Linked DNA regions of Mus musculus: region 1 is linked to region 2. The links are chromatin contacts, called in public ChIA-PET maps. All regions are on one chromosome and are shown on one strand. The core of a region is the stretch at or near the end of the contact, and the rest is flanking DNA. Distances in the headings are between cores, read along the strand shown.

Region 1 (7,523 bases), core at 1,533-4,032, 88 kb after region 2:
ATCTGATCAAACGGCTTTGGGCCAGACTTCAAAGGCATCACCTTGATTCCCCACAACAGCCATGGGGCTCGGGTCAGGGACCCCGCAGGCCTAGTGCTTCCTCTGAATGACCTGTGTTTGGGCCTTTGGATGAGTAAAGGGAGCAGCCAGCGTCTACAGTGTTGTCACAGTTCAGCATCCATGCAGACACGCCACAGACACAACATCCCTTTAAAATACACATGACTAATGCTCCATGACTGGAAATAGACCGTTTGCTGTCAGACCAGAAACACAAAGAGGCTGGATGCAACCAATTACATTAATTTCCCAATTTTCAGAACCCGTTCAAGCCTCCAGGTTTTATGTTGTTAGTTCACAAATGACTACGCCAATTTACTGTTTTTTTGACAGCTCTGCTAGGTAACTTTCATAAACAAAATATATTCAAAGCAAAATATTTGTCTCGACTCCAGTCTCTTTCGTTCCCCTCTCTTCCTCCCACTCGTTCAGGACTTATGAAGTCTGTCCTGGTGGTGCGCACCAACAGTGCCGGCACTGGATGGCTCAGGGGAAGGACTATAAGTTCAAGGCCAATTTGAGCCCGGAAAAGACAGACCTGCTCAAACCACCTCTTCCCCAACAAACCAGCGCAGACTCTCGTGGGCCTTCTGGCTCACTAGTGATAAAGGTTTAAAAAAACAAAAAGCTCTGTCGGGCTGTGTCTGTGTTGTTTACATTGGGTGGGTGGGGTACTGGTGCCCATAAATAACACGCGTGTGGCCTCACTTTCTCAGTGCTGGTGCACGCTCAGTGATTCATGACGCAATACGCCTATGTTCTAACCACGGAACCGTATCTCAGCTTTGTATTTTAAATGCTGTAAACTCAAGCCATACAGATCACACAAAAGCAAGGGGAACGGAGGCCTAAAGGGCAGCTAGCTTTGGATAGGGTAGTCAGGAGGGAACTGGGTTAACATTTTTTTTTTTTTGACTTGAAACAAACAAACAAAAGGCCAAGCACCTAGGCATCGGCCTGGGATTACTTTATGTGTGGGGGTGTTTCCCCCACACACGTGTCTGTGCACTGCGTGTAATTGCTGTGTTGGCTCAGGCCAGAAGACGGTATTGGATTCCTTGGAACTGGAGTTACAAATGGCTAAGAGCTGCCCTGGGAGTGCTGGAATGAACACGGGTCCTCTGCAAAGGCAGCCGGTGCTTTGACCCGACTTTCCAGCCCCCAGAAAAAAATACTTTTCAAAGGTAAAATTTACAGATATCAACACAAAGGTAACAGGGATTGAAACATTTCGGAACAAACAAACAAACCATACATTGCTCACAGGAATCAAAATTGTGCTTACTATCTAGAGTAATGGCTCTCAACTTTCTCGATGCTAGGACCCTTTAATATAGTTCTCATGTGGTGGTGGCCCTCAACCATAAATTTTCAATTTTGCTACTGCTATGAACAGTAATGCAAATATCCCAAAGGAGTTGCAAGCCACAGGTTGGGAACCACTGATCAAGAGGGTAGTTTGTATAATATAAATTCTTTTTACTCTGGCCTGGTTATTTTAGGTGTTTTTTGGTTGGTTGGTTGTACTTTTGCCTGTTTTGTTTTTAGTTTGTTCACAGGAAGTAACTGGTCAGCGCTCACGAAAGAGTAGTAGGTAACTCAAGAAACAAAACATTATGGTCTAAGAATGCTAGCAGAACTGAGGAGAAAACGCAGGGGATGGGGATGGGGGTGGGGGGGATGTAGCTGTTCAGCTTCTGTCCACACTATGGCAATCACAACCCCCAAGCTAACCACTGTGATAGCTGGTGGGGAACCCCTTGGGTAGAATGGGACTCTTACATGCAGGGGAGGGTAACCCTTAAGGAAGAATACTTTCATTTTCGAAGTTACTGAGACATGAACTTTCTTCATGTGAAGAAATTGAAGAGAGTTAGCCAGGGGATAGGATATTAAACAGGAGGCCCTAAGAGTATCCAGAGATATATGTAATAAAGCTTTATATGAGGGGGAGTCCGTGCTGTGGAGGGGATGAGGACGGCAAAGGGATTAGAGGTCGGCACCTCTCATACTCTCATTTCCTCCCAGAGTGCGTGATTTCTGCCTACCCCAAATGGTGCAGTTTCTCACAGAACTGCCTCTGCCCTGGCTGCTCTCCTGCGTCTCCCTCTTGAACTTTATACTTCAGGAGCTGTCGCTTTCCCCATCGAAACTCTGTGTCAAGGTCACCAGTGAATTCCACGTTGCTAAATCCACTGCTTAATTCCCAGTCCTAATCTTATTTGACTGGCCTTGTCTGCAAGACTCGACACAACTGACTATGTCCTCCTGCATGAAACCCTTGCGCCTGGTCTCTCCGAGTCGCATGCTCCTCATTTCTCTCCAGTCGCTCTTCCTGGCTTTCTCTTTACCTCTAAGGACTTCTCACTGGGAAGCATCCCAACGGGGGACAAAGCTTATTTATCTACTCTCCTGCCGGGGACTTTTCCAGTCTAATGCTCATTCACGCAGTTTGTACACCCGGCCCCTGAATTCCAGTCAGATTCACTCGTTGGTGAGCTGTCTAGCCAGCGAGCGTCAGCGTCCCAGGTCTAAACCTGAGCACCACCCTTAAACCTGCTCTTTCAAGTCTCTGTCACTCAATTTCTACCTTTCCAGTTGCGTAGGGCAAGAATCCTGGAGTCACCTCGACTTTTCTGCCATCGGCAGATCCCATCCTCCTCAGCAGCAAATGGTGCTGAAATTGCCTTACGTGTATTTGAAATTGAGTCACTTCTCGTCGTTGCAGCTCTGTCCAGCGCGGCTCCCTAGCCTCATCGCTGCTTGGATGGCTGCTTCAGGAGGCCTCTCTCGGTTTCTACCTTTACCCTTCACTTTGTTTTTGACACAGACAGATCTGTTAGAAGTAAAAGCCGACAGTGTCGATCCCTTCAAGGCCGTGTGGAGGACTTTCTGCTTCCTGTTTTTATTGCATATGGGAAAGATCTGTTTTTCCAACAAAGAGGGCAGGGGAGGCGAGCAGCATAAAGACCCTGAGCGCCTGCCCACAGAGGAAAAGAAACAAAGGAAAATGAGGACACCGGTTGTGAAAACTACTCCTCTGACAACGGCATTAAAATCCCTTAGCCTCCCTGTGACACAGCAGACACTCACTAGCTTAGCTTACTGTGCGGGAATCTGGGGCGTCCCCTTGAGTGCCGTGTGTGGATGCATGCTGGCTGGTTTAAGTCTCCTGGGGTGCACTCTGCCTTATGCAATAGTGAAGATCATATTCCATGCAGAGGCATGATGGGACATGTGATACATGAAGAAGCTTGACCAGGGGGAACACAGCTCCACCTCTACCTGTGCGACCACCAGGGGACTAGGTCCCTACCCTCCTGGGGAAGCTCTCAAAGGAGTGGATTCCGGGAGATAACAGTTACTGACTGTTCACTGTGTGACAGGCCTGATGAGACGAGATGGGGTTACAGGTTTAACCCACATGATGACACCAAGTTGGGATCACTGTCGCCTTCTTCCTTACTGATCAGATGAAGAAACTGTAAGAAACACTAGGCAGTTTGCAAAGACCCCAAAGCTGTAGCTGATGAAAATGGGACTCAAATCAGGGAGTCTGATTTCAGTGATTGCGAGACACACACACACACACACACACACACACACACACACACACACACACACTAATCAAACAATACTCAGAGATTGCACATGGTATGCTTTATACACACATATGTACTACTTGTATATACATATATAAGTATATATTTTGCATAAATAACTGGATGGCAGACCCACAGGCAAATTATTTCTTTTATACTGTTAGCACCTGGGTGACAGGCTTTCAGAAGAAACCACATACTCCTATTTGTACAAAGGCCACAATGCCAGAAGGACATTGAGGTTGCTTATTTAAATAATATGTGTGTGCATGCTTTGCCTGCATGTATCTCTGCGTCCCATTAGTAGGCCAGAAAAGAGCATTGCACACTGAAGTTACAAATGGCTTCCTGACACCATGTGGATGCTGGGAATTAAATCTGGGTCCTCTGTCAAGAGGAGACAGTGCTCTTAACCGTTGAGCTATCTCTGGCCCCTTTGACAACCACAAAATTCAACAGCGGTTTCTGCAGTCAGACAGCAAAACCAATCTGAATGAGCATAAAGCTGGGTAGCAGCTCAAATCGGATCGGTTTCTCCAAAATCTTCTTAAAAACATTCCCTTGTACTTGCCTCGAGGCACAAAGTTTTTGAGCTACAATAGGGACTGAAAAGAAAGGTTTTAACCGGGCTTAGGGCTTTCTCCCTAGGCTTTGCCCACAGAGACCTAAAGCAAGACTGTGTTTCCTCATTTAAAACAAACCCATCATCTACGGCCACTCAGCATCTAGATTCTCGCCTGGTCTTTTCAGGTTAGTGGCCCCAGGTTATACACATAAATGGCTACAAACCAGGACCTTGATCTCTCCTAGCACTCTCAAAGCAATCTGAATTTGTGTTTCTAACAAACATTCAATTATATAACGGTCAACTGGCAATGTGTATTTACAAACAGTGATAAAAGAAAAACTAGAAGCCATAAAGTCATCAAATAGAAGTAGGCAGTCCTTGTTTTGGGTGTTCTCTGCTTCCTGGTTGGTTGTGACATGAATAGTCTCAGCCACACTCTGGGCCTGCCATAATCTAAACTGCTCTGTCCCCTGACCGTGAAAAATGAAGGGTCGCCTATCATAAGCCAACATAGTTCCTGTCGTAAGCTGTTTCTGTCCGAAGCCTCAGAACTAGGTGGCAGCGGGTCTGGAAGAGCACCCACCTGCCATAAGGGCCTGAAAGATGAGACGCTGCAGAGCCAAAAATCAGACCAGTGGTACTTGTGGTCTGGGTCAGAGAAGCTACAATGGGTGGCTGCGACTGCAGAGACAGCTAACTGATCAGAATGAACCCACGGACTGGACAGAGCATGGTTCTAAACAGGACTTCCACCCAAACCTCCATGCCTCAGGGACACTACAGGAAGCTGTAAGAGCCGAGGAAGGGCTGAGTGGTGTGGAACACTGTATCCGGGCATGCTAGGAGTGCCGTCCTCTTGAACCCACAGCAGTGTGATGATTATCTGACAAGCCCTACACACTTGGGTCCCTCGATATTTCAGGATGGAGGGAAAGGGGGCTCACAGGTTCCTACCCTCCTCTTTGAGGACATACGGGCAGTCAGTGGTTAATGGGAGCCAGTCAGACATTTTCAGGGCCTCAGATATCAGAGTGGGCTCAAGCCCCTGTAAGTATCCCAGCGTGGGCTTAGGGACGCAGCCTGCAGGAAGCCCATTGGTCACGAACAAGCAGAAGACATGCAAGTAGGAGGAAAACTGACAGGGAAGGGGACCAATCGGTGTGGGTGTGGATGGGGTGACAAGCTAAGGGGCTCGAAGAGCATCAAAATATGTTAAATATACACATAAAACATCATAACAAAACCAATTATTATATAATTAACATAAGCCAATAAAATTAAAACAATGAAAATTATTTTAATAGAAAAATTTCCATAAATATAGGGAGAATGTGAGCATTTAACACCTTTTTTTTTTTTTCAAAGCAGAGTGCTATAATTTGGACTTCAAACCCAAGAAACACCTCCTATCCAAACATTTAAACTTTCATGCATTTGGTTAAATAGAGAAAATGCCATCTGAAGACTACTACAGAAATCCTGGCAATCTTTTGGGTACTGTTTCCATGGAAACGTCAGGAAGAAGAACACATAGCATGGAATATGTTCTTAAAACCACTTTATCTTGTTTCTTCCTATCAGTTAACTAGCACGGTACATGGCAGGTACAGAGATTAAGCCACCAGAACACTCACAGCTCATTCAACAAATATTTGTTGATTATATGCTGCAGGCTGGGCACCAAGCTTAAGAGATAGGGTTACTTTGGCTAAACAAATAGTCCCTGCCCTCACAGAGACTAGTCTGGTACAGAGACTTTAATTAGTCAGTGACACAACAGAAAGATAATGTGAGGCACATACAACTTAAATTTTTCAGTAGCCACATTAAGGAGAAACAGATGGTATCCACTACAATATGTAGCGATACTTTAATCTAATAAATCCGAAAGTATCAGTTACCATGTAGTCACCATGTAAAACGAATACTGAACTATCATAATACTTTCTTCATGCTTGGACCCTGAAATCCAATATTTATTTAAATTTTTTATAGATTTGTTTGTTTGTTTAAGACAGGGTTTCTCTGTGCAGCCCTGGCTGTTCTGGAACTCACTCTGTAGACCAGGCTGGCCTCGAACTCATAGAGATTCACCTGCCTGTGCCTCCCAAGTGCTGGGATTAAAGGTGTACGCTACCACTACCTAGCTAGAATTATTAATTTTTTAATCTTATGTATATGAATGTATTGCCTGCATGTATGTATGCGCATCATGTGAGTACCTGTTAGGTACCCTGAAACCAGGGCTATGGATGGTAATAAACCACTATATGGAAGCCTGGATGAACCCAGGCCCTCTGTAAAAACACGTGCTCTTACCTGCTGAGCCATCTCCCCAACACCACACTACTCTGTTTATGTCACAGTCCAGTTGGTACTAGCTATAGTTCAAACACTGGATAATGTTGGCCACCAGACTAACCACTTAGAGGAGCAGAGCATCTGGGCAGAGAAACAGAGGCATACAGTAGTGTTAGTGCGTGAGGGAGTCTTGAGCAATGCAGGAGACGGCAGACTGCCTGGTGATTAAGTGGGTGTAGGATTCTCACTCCGCCTCATATGCCAGAAAACTGAGTAAAAGTGGCCAATAGGACAGGTGTGGCTGACTCAGACAGCCCTGCCTCCTCTGAGTTGGGTACATGTGTGGTCAAACTGTGGGTGGCAGCTGCTGCAGTAGTTTTGGGAGAGTACAGAGCCCCTTGCTCAGCCTCCACAATATGCAAATACCCAGAATCATGGCTTGCTGACTCTGCAGTTTGGCTTGGGACATGTCTTAAGTTTAAGACAACTTGAACCAATCTCAGTAGCAAGGAGCACGTGAAACTTTAGTGGGTTAAACCTTGGTTACTTCCAAAACAGGGCCCAATGTTAACTTTCCCAGAAGCACGGAAGAGAGAAGGCTGTAAAAATGAAACTGAGGACTGTGGCTGGAGGCAAGGTGTTGAACAGTGGACACCGAGCCAGGCTCCTTCCCAAGCACCACTTGAAATACCAGGCTTCACCATACCGAACTCTTTCTGTGGTAGCCTACTGGTCAAAATCCTCAGAGAAGACTAGAGACTTCCCAGGTGCTGTTCCAGGAGCACAGTCACTCACACACACACACACACACACACACACACACACCCCACACACACTTTCATTTAAAAACATTCATCTTTCTACTTTCTCCAGCAACTCAGAACCCACTTCCAGTGACGTGAGGAACCCCTCACTATTACCAACTACTCCACAAGCACCGCTTCATGTTATCACTGCCATGAACAAGCCCTCTGGAGAAGCACCATCATTTT
Region 2 (7,339 bases), core at 4,564-7,063:
GAACATCTGGAGCGGGGTGCGTAATGTTCAGACTTTACCTCTGAATGGCAGCTGGCTAACTGATTTTGGGTGCTGTTAGTTAACTACCTTTTCTTATAGGCCTTTAGGGTGAAATGTTCTTAGCGCCCCCTTGCTTCCCAGCTGGCCCCGGGTCTCCATCAGAACGGAGTAAAAGCTCCCAGACATTAGCCCTTCGGGCTCTCCAGGTTCTCCAGTCTGCTCAACGTTTTCTGGCTGTGCCACGGTTTGACATCCTTATCCCTGGTTAGTTTCCTTCGAAAGCCTGTTTTGTGGCCAGCATTCCTGTGGTGTTATAAAACAGGTTCTCTTTCCTCACAGCACACGGCCTCGTACCGTGAGGCTAGCCCCGGCCCTGGTCACACCGTGAAGGCCTTCCACAACTGGGAGCCACCAAAAGCCAACCCATCTTAGTACCCAGTTCTTGGCCTCTGCGTGGCTTCCGTGACACGTGCCTGGGAAGGTGACTGGCCATGTACAGAGGCAAGAGACAAATCTGTGATTTACAAGATGCTTAAAAAGCAGAGCAACAGGAATGGGGGTTAGATCTGGTGGACATCTCTCCACTGCCCCAGGGGTCATGCAGAAGCAATGGCTCTCACCCTTCCTAACGCTGCGACCCTTTTTTAACACAGGTCCTCATGTGGTGGTGCTCCCCCCACCCCCCAGTTATTTTGTCGCTACTTCGTAACTGTAATTCTGCTACTGTTATGAATCATACTGTAACTATCTGACACACCATCCTGTGAAAGGGCCATCCGTCCCTCAGAGGGTTCGCAACCCACAGGCTGAGATCAAGTCGCAAACACAGCAGAGCACCTACCAGTTTTGGGTTTGGCCTTTTCCTGTTCCCGGAGCTTTAGCCGCTCCTGGTGGATCTGCTCTCCGGTCATAAGCTGGTACTCCGGTGGCTCTGAGCTGGTGTTCCTCTGCACCAGCCTCAGGTCCTGCTTGTTCATGAGTCTGATCACATCTGCTCGATGCATCATCCCCAGGTCCATGCCCTTCTCATCCAGGACGCGGATAATCCGCTCACTAATCTTCCGGCCGGTGTTAGAGAAAGCATCCCTTCTTTTCTGTTTCCTCTCACCCTGTGGGTCTCCAGCAGTACTAAAACCTTTTGCAGAAGTCAGGTACAACAGCTTTGGGGTGGACGCAGACAGGGACAGCTGTGCTGGATCTGGCTTCACAGCGTGTCTTTGCAAACATCTTCCAATTAAGTTATGGTCAAGCTTTGTAGTTTGTAGCATCAACCTCATCAGAAGAACAGCCATCCTGACAAAGTAATGGAGAAGGTTTATTACAACGCAATCGCTGATGCCGATGGTCTGCTGGGATGCAGCTGAGGGTGCCACAGGTGAGTCTGAGGAGCCTTACAGCACCCAGGCCACCAGATCCACGCGTAGGAAGGTGACACAGAGACATGGATCCTTGGTTGGCACCGTCCCTAGCAGCTGGAGATCAGACTGAGCAGTTGGCTGGCGTGGCTACTTCAATCTCTTTTTCTTCCACATTCATGACATCTATTTTCTCCTAGATCCTATAGTGCCAGCTCCAAAAGCTAAGTTCATCTGGGGGTTTGTGAGGATGCAGTAGAAATGCCATGTCAGGGGCTGCAGAGATGGCCCAGAGGTTAAGAGTCCTCTGCTCTTCCAAAGGACTAGATTCCCAGCACCCACATGGTATCCACATAGTTCCAAGGGATCTGACATGCATTAGATCCTAGCCTCTGAGGGGACTGCACGCATGTGGTGCACAGATAATACACGCATGGGGTAAGCACTTGTAAAATATAAGAAATAAAACAACTGAGTGATTCTTGGACTTTTAACAAAATGCTTCCTTACCACAACAAAACAATAAAAAGTGTTTCTCTCATTTCTCCCTGTGCTTCTTGTCCACACCTTTAATCCCAGCACTCTGAAAAGGCAGGGGTGTGGAGGGAACTCTGTGATTTCCCGGCCAGCCTGGTCTACAGAGTGAGGCCTATCTCAGATGAAAAAAAAAAAACCCACAAATTCATAATTATTATTTACTATTCAGAATTCCTTATTTGGGGCCTCAGGATTTGGGTCAGTGGTAGAGAATCTGCCTAATGTACAAGGCCCTTGGTTTAATCCTCAGAGCAACAATCTTGGAAAATCTTTCTATAGAAGAGAGTGAGACAAACAGCATGTGTTGAGACTGGTTTCATCTTCTAGTCACAGGTCCAAAGTGGACAGCAAGCCACCAGCAACCACCAGGGTGCCCAATCTTCTGTCTCATGATTCTAGGCCAGCCCTGACTGACAGTGCCTCCTCTATCAGATACCTGGTCTCCAGGTCTCCCCGAGAGTATTTTGTTTTGCTTGCTGGTCATACTTCATTTACAGTTTGGCAGCATGAAGGGGCTTAGTCCAGCCAGTTGTATAATTTAAACATTAAGGAAAATGGCTGTAATTCCCTTCCACACGCTGAATATATATGCAAACATCTATTAGGATGATAACTGCCACTGTGTGTCACCGCCACACCCCAGCTCCATGGAAAACTGGTAAATTGGTAATTAAACAGAAAGAGCTGAGCGTTTACTCTGTCTTTTAAGGGAAAACTGTGCCCATCTCTGTGGATGAGGAAGAGCTCTCCTTCCTAGCATGGAGATGATGATTATGGTAATAATAATAGCAATAATAACCACCACCACCATTTTGGAACAAAGGAAAATGGCTCATTTAGTCAATAGTCAAACACCTTTAGGTACAAGGCTGATGCCACAAGGTCACCCACACACTGTGCCCAGATTAAATACGTATGAACACTTTGCTGAGGAGGACGCTGGCTGTCACCGTCATGGCCAACGGTCAGAGTGGCACTGCCACCAGAGGAAAAGCATGACACCCCGGGCATGCCTCCTGATCCGAAGCTGCTGCAAATACGCAGAGCTTTCCACAACACAGCCTCGCCCTGAGGTAATCCAAACTGGCTCGCTTCTCCACCCAGCTTCCAGAATAAGGCTGGACCCAGAGAGCAATGACCTGGAGGATGCCACAGGGAAGGGATCTCACAAACCCAGACTCTGAGACAACACACTAGCTTGGTGAGGATGAAAAGGGGAGATGGGCTGGCTTTGAATAAAAAGCTAGGGAAATTACAAAGTGTAATGTTTGAAAAAAATCCTCCGAGAGATACCCTGGGAAACAGGAACGCAGATTAGTTATTGGGAACTTGCAAAAAGTACCAACAGCTTGCTCAGTGTGAGAATAAAACTCTCGGGAGACAAGCCCTGACGTATTTAGGATCATGACACGTGTCCTTCTGAAATGGCTCGGCTGGAAATGGGAGTTACAAAGTGCGATTATGGCGACATTTGCCGAATCTGAACATGGGTGTCAGTTAGCTCATCTTCCCATTCTTTGCTTTGTTCAAGTGATTTTTGTAATTAATGTGTAAAGAAAACAAAGAAACAGGAATTGATGCCCGGAAGAAGTAGTAGCTCAGTGGTCATGTCCCTGCGATGAATCCAGCCTGCAGTGTCCATGTGTCATCCTACTGAACTGAACGGCCACACTGGCTCTGTGCATTATCCTGGCTGGTGCTTTGTCAACCTCACACAAGCTAGAGTCACCTGGCAAGTCAGTGGAGCGTTCTCCTGAGTAATGACTACTGTAGTAGGAGATCCAACCCGCTGTGGGCACTACCCTTCCTGGGTGGTGTGAAAAAGCAGGCTGAGAGGCCACGGGGAGCCAGCCAGTGAGCAGTGTTCCTCTGTGGTCTTGTTTTGGTTTCTGCCTCCAGGTTCCTGCCCTGACTTCCCTCAGTGGTGAACTATGATTTGGACCAGCTAGCCCAATCAACCCTTTCCTCTCCAAGTAGTCTGCTTTTTTGCTATGGTAGTTCTCGAAGCAATAGAAAGCAAACTGGGCACACATATTACTATGTACCTACACACATACATACCATTAGCTTCACAGCCTGTGTGTAAAAGAACCACAAGTAAGGGTTTTACAAATGTAAAATTCTGAAGACTTCTGTAACACTAATCTACTTATTTCTCTAGTTTTGGTCAAACCAAAATCTCCAAGGTTCTCACTGTCTCAAACGGCAATGAGTGCCAAGTACAGCTCACACATGTTTTGATAATTCAAGGCCCCAGCAGAATATCAACTGCAACGTTTTATGGTTCCCACCGTCTTCTGCTCTTAAAACTTTTAATACAGGCAGGCAGTGGTGGCGCACACCTTTAATCCCAGCACTCGGGAGGCAGAGGCAGGTGGATTTCTGAGTTCAAGGGCAGTTTGGTCTACAGAGTTCCAGGACAGGAGGGCTACACAGAGAAACCCTGACTCGAAAAAAAACAAAAACAAAAAACAAACAAACAAAAAAACCTTTCAATACTTTTCTGCTAACATTCTTCAGTATGAACCCAATTAGAGTATCTCTAAGCTGTAATGTATTACAATGTTTTATTTTTAAAATTGCTACTTGAGTTCCAAACTTGAGTTTCCTAATACAATATCAACAACAACAGTAATAATAAATAATAAATTATGGCTTGTGATTAGTACGGGAGTTCCAATAATTTCTAAAGTGAGCCTAAACACACTAACACTATTCATCAGTGCAGCCTTCACAACACTAAAAATTATGAAACTGTATCAGTTAACTCGGAAACGTGTTGACTATGCTCACAGCCTACACTATCTAATACTAAGCAAAGATTCAGGGCCAGCCAGATGGCTCAGTGGGTAAGGGTGCTTGTGTGTCTGTCTGCCTGTCTGTCTGATGTGTCTGGGCACCCATGCCATGGTGCCAGTGTGGAGGTCAAAGGACAACCTTGTGGACTGAGTTTTCTCCTTCCACCTTTAGGTTCCAGACACTGAACTCTGCCTTGCCTACTGAGCAGCTCTTCAACCTAATGATACTGATTTCTTTTTTCTTTCCTTCTCTCTGAGACAGGATCTCACTATGGAGACCAGGCTGGCCTCCAATTCACAGATCAGCCTGCCTCTGCCTCTGCCTCCGAGGGATAAGGCTTTATTCCTGACGGGATATGGCCTGACGGGAGCTTATTTCTACCACTTATTTCTTTACTTTTTTTCTGAATCGTTACACTTCATAATCACAAGCTCACATTGACATATTGAGGGCTTATATTCACTCCCGAAGGAAAGGATGGGTTCTAGTAGAATCCATATTTTGCGAAAATGACGTTGGCTTCATCCTATGACTGAATTCTCTCACCTTCAATTCCGGAAGGAATTTCAAAAGTCCTGACACGGCGAGCGGTGCACGCCTTTAATCCCAGCACTTCGGAGGTAGAGGCAGGAGGATTTCTATAGGTTTGAGGTCAGACTGGTCTACCGAGTGCGTTTCAGGACAGCCAGAGATAAATAGTGAGACCCTGTTGCAAAAACATCAAAAATTAAAGGAAAAAAAAATCCCAAAACGCTCACAAGGGGTCCGCAGCAGACACGCCCACCAGGACGCCATGCCACCAGGATGCCAGTTGTCCTACGCCCCCACCTTGCCCCCCAAATCCGTGGAAGGAGCGTGCGCGCGCACACAAACAGCGAAACTGGCTAGGCTGGCGAGCAAGTGATTATTGGCAGCTCGGCAACTGGTCTCGACTCCGAAGGCTGGTGCTGCCGCCACCCCACGTCCACGGAGGGCTCTCTGCACAGAATGTTCCCAGGACATGCATTCCCACCTCAGCCCCGTCGCCAAGCCCTCACCTCAGCGTTACCTGGGCCGGGGTAGGCGAGCAGGAAGAACTAGCAGGTCCGTACCTGGACTCCGCCGGAGCACCGCGTCGGCTTCCGTAGCAGGCGGAACTTCCTGAGTCCCTTAAAGGGAGGGTGCAGCTGCGGCCTGCGGATTCCACTAATGGAATAAAGCCCTCCGACAAAAAAAAAAAAAAAAAAAAAAAAAAAAAAAAGAATCGTGCAGCAGGCCTGAGTGAAACTGAGAGATTTGCTACTAACCTGCTGCTCCAAAGGCCAAGTGAACGCTAAAATATAGAGTCCCTGGAACAGTCACTGCATCGCTTCCGCCAGTTACATTAATAATGTTGAATAATGCCTTCTACAGTGCTAGACAACTGCAGGGCGGTGTTAAACTATTGCCACCTGCGGATCTGGTTTAGTGGAAGCTCTAGCTGGGTAGCAGGGTGCAACCCTCGCTCTCAAGATTGCTCTCTTCTGAGAAAAAGAGATGGATTCAGGTTCGATTACTGTCAGAACTGGGAGAAATCATAACAGACCACCCACATGTGGGATGATTGACCGCATTGGCCAGAGTCAGGCAAGAGGATGGTCAGAAACTTCGAGCCCCTGGGTGTTGCACTTTCAGGCTATTGGGGCCCTGCACCCTTGTTACCAAGCTGTTGACTGTCCCCTACTTTGGCGTTAAGTCCCTGCTTTTCCCCATTCTTCAACAGGGAACTCCTTAGAGAAGCCGCTGAATGTCCCTCATTTACAGACTACGTGTCTATAACATATAATTTATACATCTTGTCTTGTTTAATCCTCACCAAATAACTCAATCAGGGTAATATCTGATTGCAACTATTACTGGTACATCAAAATACCATCCTTTTATTGCAGGTGAGGAACCTGGGTCATCCTTAAATAGCTTTAGAGCCGCATCCAAGTCTCCCTTTCTTCATCAGATCACAGCCTCTGGCCCATGAGCCTTGTATCTGTGACAGGCAAAAGCTGAAGCAATTCTTTATGATCCAAAGGCCAGGGCTGGGCTCTGCATGTCAGCCATTCCTAAGTGAAATGAAGAATTACAGATACTTTTTATTCTGCCAGCATTAGTCCTCCATGGGACGATAGAAGCATAGTTGTGCAAATAAAGTGTGGAGACCACCTCTTGGATAGACAGGTCCATAACAGTTGTAAGTGCTCACATTTGTGATAAAGTTTCCATAAGCACCACAGTTCTAAACACTTAGCCTGTATTGAGTTAGTTTAATCCTCAAGACACCCTCATGATACACTGCCATCACTACCCATTTTTAAAAAGATTTATTTATTCATTATATATAAGTACACTTCAGACACCCCAAAAGAGGGCATCAGATCTCATTACGGATGGTTGTGAACCATCATGTGGTTGCTGGGATTTGAACTCAGGACCTTCGGAAGAACAGTGCTCTTAACCGCTGAGCCATCATCTCTCCAGCCCCATCATTGCCCATTTTATAGATGAGGAGACTGAACATGGAGAAGATACATGACTCGTCCCATCATTACACCCTGATCAGAATCAAGAATGTAAAAAGAAGTCTGGAGGGATAGCTCAGTGGAGGGATGATAGCTCAGTGGAGGGATGATAGCTCA

Evidence for each region. ChIA-PET counts read pairs in DNA pulled down with a chosen protein or histone mark.
Region 1: an RNA polymerase II ChIA-PET map of memory CD8 T cells shows a contact between it and region 2, with 92 read pairs. The contact joins the enhancer-like site here to the promoter of Mtif3 in region 2. A contact is called at or near these places in 6 of 39 promoter capture datasets (the C10 cell line, HPC-7-derived erythroid cells, epiblast stem cells and 3 more), 5 of 484 Hi-C or Micro-C datasets (CD4 T cells, CD8 T cells, Th1 cells and 2 more), 10 of 115 datasets of contacts at active chromatin or transcription factors (the 230-238 cell line, effector CD8 T cells, embryonic stem cells and 5 more) and 3 of 9 other capture datasets (adipose tissue, liver and pancreatic islet).

What each region holds. Positions count from the first base shown.
Region 1 is chr5:147,049,184-147,056,706 of GRCm38.p6, forward strand. The region is part of intron 1 of Lnx2 (ligand of numb-protein X 2); the gene reads right to left. Among named protein-coding and RNA genes, the nearest start is that of Lnx2, 24 kb to the right of the region's middle. Within about 2 kb of position 2,783, at least 80 of the 459 cell types and tissues checked have an H3K27ac peak or open chromatin away from gene starts, as enhancers often do. A contact at or near this core is called in the 230-238 cell line, CD8 T cells, Th1 cells and 7 more, where this site is marked.
Region 2 is chr5:146,957,984-146,965,322 of GRCm38.p6, forward strand. Mtif3 (mitochondrial translational initiation factor 3) reads right to left here and starts at 5,814. Exons shown (of 4, transcript NM_001256102.1): 1 at 5,740-5,814; 2 at 842-1,293. The coding sequence starts at 1,292.